Regions from separate parts of the Mus musculus genome. Here region 1 is linked to region 2. Evidence: chromatin contacts called from public promoter capture Hi-C data. All regions are on one chromosome and are shown on one strand. Each heading gives the region's core, a stretch centred on a gene start, on an enhancer-like site or on the middle of the called end of the contact. The rest is flanking DNA. Distances are from core to core; before and after follow the strand shown.

Region 1 (2,700 bases), core at 14-2,513, 330 kb after region 2:
CCCGCTGGCCAACTCCCCCACAGGCCCTTCTGTTGCCAGGTTGGCATCTAATGGCTCTTTGTTGGGTATCAAACATTTTTAAGATAGCCCCTGAAAGTGGCCTATGAATGTCCCCCAAAGGCTATCCTCTCACAATCCTACAGAAGGTCCTAAGCTCACCAGCAAGGATTCCCCAGGTTAAATATGTTCCAGACCTTGAACCCAAGCCCTGGTATTCCCACCTCAATCCAAGTTGGCTTAGGCAATCTGGTCTGAACAAGGCCAGAAAAGCTTAAGAACTCAGCCACAACTTACTGTTCCTCACCCATGACAGCCAGGGCAAGCAAGAGATTCTATTTATGAGTAGCTAGACAAGCTAGGAAGATCCTATGGATGGCCAAGAAGACCCAGAAGGGTCCTACACATGACCATGAAATCCAGGCAAACTCTGAGGCGACTGGAGAGTTGAAGGAGTGGGCACATTCAAAGGAGCCCTTGCACTGTTTGCTGTCTTCAAAGGCCTGTCAAGGTGACAGTGGCACAGTGAGGTCCTAGACTCTAGACACTCTTAAGACTCTAGCCCATATCCTGCCCCTAGCAACTTGGCCAATACGATATCTTTGAACCCACACAGACTCCTCCAAACCCCAGTTGATTCAAGTGGGATCCATGGGGTCATTGTGAGCTTGGGAAATGTCCAGGGAAGCTTCAGGGACACCCTTGATTAGCACACACAGGCTTGATAGACCCTGTGGCAGCTGTCCCATAGGAGGTTTCAAACAGCCCCACCCCCACTCCCAAGAACTCTCCTTAAGGACTCTATCCACTAGCAAATGAGATGTGTCCACAGGTGCTCAATTGTGGGTTAGGAAACATTCATGAAGCCATCCATCTCCATGAGCCAACTGATGCTTTTCTCCTGCCTACTCAGATTAGCTGTGTGTTTAAAGTTGCATGAAGCTAGACCAAGACTAGCCTCAGACAACCCTCCTTTGGTACAGAACTCACCAAGGCCTTGGACCGGTCATGGACTCTGGCTTCACCTGCCAGGATCAACCTAGCTTTAGCTTCCACCCCCTGTACTCTTAAGCCCTGGCTTCAGTTTCCCCACGTGAGCCCTCCAGCCTGGATAATCCTATCCAGCCCTTTCAGACTACAAACAAGTATTAGGACAGAGAAGCCAGTACAGAAAGCATCAAAAGCCTGCCTGGGACACAGACTTCACTCATGACACACACTTGTCCAGGAAGATGGGATCCATTCCCTGCCTGCCTCTTGTCCTCAGGGCTCTAGTCACCCAGGTTTTGAGGCCAGCGGTCAGCAATTGGCTGAGTCATCCCATGGTTTTCCCTAAAGCAGCTTTGCAGGTTTGACAATATGACGCCATCTGTCAGAACCTCTGGCTCCATCCCTGCATCACAGGCATTCCCTTTACACTAGTTCCAAATATAGACATGAGGAAGACCCCTGATGTACTGACAGAGCATGCTGGAGGAACCACCCCAGGTGCTCAGCAGCTGAGGTCCTCTCTCTCCCAACCCCTGCTCTATTGCTTCTGCTAGGTAGGTTCCTGTATATCCCCCCAACCCTGCCCCCTCCATGAGTCTCCCAGCTGCCCTTGGGACAGCCCTGCTTCCTAGGTTATTATGCTAGGGGCTCTGGCCTCTCTGGACAGTGGGTATTTTCTTCTAGGAGAGAAAAGGAAGTAGCTGAGCATTTCAGGCCCCCAGGGCTGGGCTCCAGCCCCTTGCACAATGGCTCCTTCTTTCTAAGGAGTTCTCCAATGGCTCTTCATTGTGTCTCCTACAAGCACAGCAAGTGTGGCCTCTGTCAAGGGCCTACTCAGGTTCTGCCCTGCCTTTGTCTCCCCTCCAGTTCCTTAGCTACCCACCTAGTGCTTAGAGCAAAACAAGCCCTTTCCAGGCATGGGGTAAGGACCACACAGTCAAGAAATCTACTCAGTCACTGTCCTGACCCATGGGGACCTAGAAAGGTGGTGTTGTCCTAAAGTAGTACCTTTGAGTTACCTTTAAGGGTGGACATTATTTCATGAAACCACCCAGCCTCTGCCTGCTCAACCCTGAGCTGTCCCAATCCCTCTCTCCGGGTGCCAACCCCTCCCACAAAGCTCCCCTCCCCCCCGCACTGTGTAAGGTTCCAAACCCATCCAAGCTGAGCAGATAGCTTGGGACTCTGGGGTCCCACTCATCATGCCACCAGCCCTACCACCTCTTGGCCACAGGAACCCAGAGACTGTTCTAGGAGCTCCATAAGGTTTGTCCAGAGTCTCAAAGACCAAAAGGCCCGGGAAGGGGCTAAGAGGTGACTCTCAGCCACTAGGTCTACCTAGAAACAAGAGATAACTGTTAAGCACGCCCAGGTTTATGCATGTATGGACACACACAAGAACTCAATACTATACTGTACCCCCTGTACCCCAATAACAGATGCACATGAGGGTGACCAAGGGCCTCTAGGCATGGTACACACATAAATTCAACCCACAGCTATAAAGACATGTGACATACTCTCTTTCAGGCTTTGAATGCCCAGGCCCTAATATGGCCTGCACTAGGCTGTCTCTAGCACCAGGTTCATCTCTGTTTCTGTCCTTACAGGTGACACAACTGGACCAGAGACTGGTGATCATCACAGACATGCTCCACCAGCTGCTGTCCATGCAACAAGGTGGTCCAACCTGCAACAGCAGGTCACAAGTTG
Region 2 (2,700 bases), core at 148-2,647:
CTAGGTCTAAAATGCCCCCCTTTGTTGGTGGGGTTTTTTTGCGGGGGTGGGGGGAGCTACATGACCCTGATCATTATCCTATGCCTGAATTCTGAAAGACAAAAAACAGATTCTTAATCCCAAGGCAGTGGAGACCTTGGAGGCTCTTACTAGCTGAGACGGTCACAGAAAGAGCCTGAAATAAATGTACTTCTCCGCCCCTAAGATAGGAAGAGCCCAGAGCACGACAGATCTGGCACCCAAATCCTGGGGTCCTGAACGTACTTGTCCCTAAACTCTCTGTGCCAGCTTACAGTGATATGTGGGTAAAACTAAGAAGGTCACTGCATGCATGAATTAGCATGGCACCCCTCATCCCCTTGGTGAAGAGACCTGACATTGCTGACAGAGCAGGACGTAGATACAACTATGAGGAGCTGGGTCCCCACCCCTACACCCCTCCCTCCTGCAGCCCCTGAGCTTGGGCTGAGTTTCCAAGGTGCTGCGGCTGATGTAATCTCCAAGTCTGAGGCTCACAGTTTGGATTGCCCTCCACCCAGACCCTCCCGAACAATGGGTAGCCCTTTCCCTTGCTCATGGCAGACTTGTCCTCATGATGCCATCCCTGATGGAGAACATGAGGTAGAAATGTGGCTAGAACATAGCTCCTGCTTGCCCTTCCTACCTTCTCAGCAGAGGACTGAGCGACTTTCTGGCCCCACTCCTATGCAAGCTGACCCTGGTGTGAGCTTACCTGCCCGTTCCTTCCAGATTCCTGGCATGTAGCTGCTGGTGCTGAGTGTTAGAGGCACTTACCTACTGCAGGCTGTGTTCCTCCCTCGATCCACCCACATGCCACACCCAGCACCTGGCAGCCAATGATGTCTTAGAAAGCTGGGCATGAGTGAACCTAGGGTACCACCCATCCACCAAGGGCTAGATTGGTGCCACTGGTCTGAGAGCACATCCAGGCTGGCCAAGAGCCCACTGTTACATGAAGAGGGGTTACATGAAACATGGGTCCTTTCCTCCCTGGGCTCTGCCTGGCACAGACGATGAGTACGGCCTGGGTGTCTGTACTCTAACATGAGATCAGAGGTCAGATGGGAATTCTGCTTCATTTCTCACCAAGCCTCAGTTTCTCTAGTTGAGGAAACAAGAACTGCCTTAAGGACACATGATCCATGAAAGGGTGTCTGACAAGTGGTCCCAATGATGATAGGCAAGCAGATGAACTGTCTCCTGAGGTCCCAGAAGGTCTGGAGATGTCTGCCCTGATCTGTGGTGTGCCACACTCCTGGAGAATCCTATGGTGTGAGTGAGCTGAGTACTAGCTACTTACCAGTCAGGCAGTCAGTGCCTTGGACTGCATGAGGACTGCCTCCAAATTGAGGCTCAGGGCTGTTGCTCGTGATGCTTCTCATGGCTGTGACACTGGCTTTTTTCCTGTTGATCTATCCAGCTCCTTCAACACGAAGTCCCGGTTTCTCTTCCTGTAGACCGAGATACTCATGCCAAGCTTCCAGGCGGTTGTGAATAACTGGGGAAGACCCTCATGACAGCTCTTGACAGTGTTTCTGTGAGCCCTTCCCCCAGAGACCACAGGATCTGGCTTTCATTACTTTGCCATGAACCCCAGGGGTAGGAGGATAGGGGTTGGGCAGCAGCCAAGGACCCAACATTAGCCACCAGAGGGCGCCAAGATCACAGGCAAAAACAGGACCTGGGTGGGGCAGGGAGAGGGGTCTCCCTCTGGCTTTGTCCTAAGCAAGAGGGCCACAGTTACATCACCATCTGAGCTAGCATGTCCCCTAGCATACCTGTCATGTTACCTTGACATAAGCCATGCCCATTTGATGCCCTTCTAAAATTACAAGCTGGGCTGGGGGCTCAGACCAGCTCTAGCCACTTGAGCCCTGAAGAGCAGGGACTATAAGCCTTGAGTGCTTGAGAGCTGTGGGGTACAGCTCTGGAGGAGGGTACATAGCGGGGGCCTAGGTGGAATGGCCGGATCTCAGTATAGAACAAGGCCAGAGTTCACTGGATTCTAGAAATCTAGCCTAAGTTCATGTCCACCAAGCAATCCAAAGCCTAGCCTTCCTATGTCTGAGGACTAGGTGGAGAATAGGAGTGCTTCCAGAACCCTTCCTTCATCTGCTGCTGCCCCTTTACCTCCATCTTTTGGACACTCGAAGGACTGCACCAAATATTCCCTAACCGTTCTAGGCCAATACCATATTATGGTTCTCCTTACCCACAACCTTTCATGGACCCCTGTGATCCTAATAATCAAACCCAGAAAGGCCCTGACACTTTTTCTTTTGCTCCCTTGGGGCACCACTCCTTGGAGCATCTCCTGCAGGCTTGTCACCACAGGCTCCCATGTCTTTCAAGGACCCCTTCACCCAGGCCCACACCCACACAGGGCACATCCCCTATAGCTCACTTCCCAGGCACCCCAGCAGCGTTGCTCAGTGCTGCTTTGTCATCTGAAATGACCTTTGCTTCCTCATTTGCCCATCAACAGCCACTTCCCCCATAGTTCTGCTGGACCCTGGGCAGCCCCAGCCAACCCCAAGTGCAGAATATGAAAGTATACAGAACATGTGCCCAAAGGCAGTTGTGTGCCTGAGCATGTGCATAGTCATGAGCCATATGAAGGCATAAGTGGGGTCTGGGGAGATAGCCATTTAGTGGGAAGCAGCTTCCAAACCATTCCAG

Evidence for each region. Promoter capture Hi-C pulls out the DNA fragments that hold promoters and counts their contacts.
Region 1: a promoter capture Hi-C map of trophoblast stem cells shows a contact between it and region 2, with 5 times the contacts expected there. The contact joins the enhancer-like site here to the promoter of Trpm5 in region 2. A contact is called at or near these places in 19 of 39 promoter capture datasets (the 3T3-L1 cell line, the HPC-7 cell line, cranial neural crest and 11 more), 1 of 484 Hi-C or Micro-C datasets (bone marrow-derived macrophages), 2 of 115 datasets of contacts at active chromatin or transcription factors (embryonic stem cells and stem cell-derived neural progenitor cells) and 3 of 9 other capture datasets (adipose tissue, embryonic stem cells and liver).

The regions. Positions count from the first base shown.
Region 1 is chr7:143,423,313-143,426,012 of GRCm38.p6, forward strand. It overlaps Kcnq1 (potassium voltage-gated channel, subfamily Q, member 1), which reads left to right. Exons shown (of 16, transcript NM_008434.2): 16 at 2,598-2,700. Among named protein-coding and RNA genes, the nearest start is that of Cdkn1c, 36 kb to the right of the region's middle. Within about 2 kb of position 1,264, at least 5 of the 459 cell types and tissues checked have an H3K27ac peak or open chromatin away from gene starts, as enhancers often do. A contact at or near this core is called in trophoblast stem cells, where this site is marked.
Region 2 is chr7:143,093,245-143,095,944 of GRCm38.p6, forward strand. It overlaps Trpm5 (transient receptor potential cation channel, subfamily M, member 5), which reads right to left and starts at 1,398. Exons shown (of 25, transcript NM_020277.2): 1 at 1,322-1,398.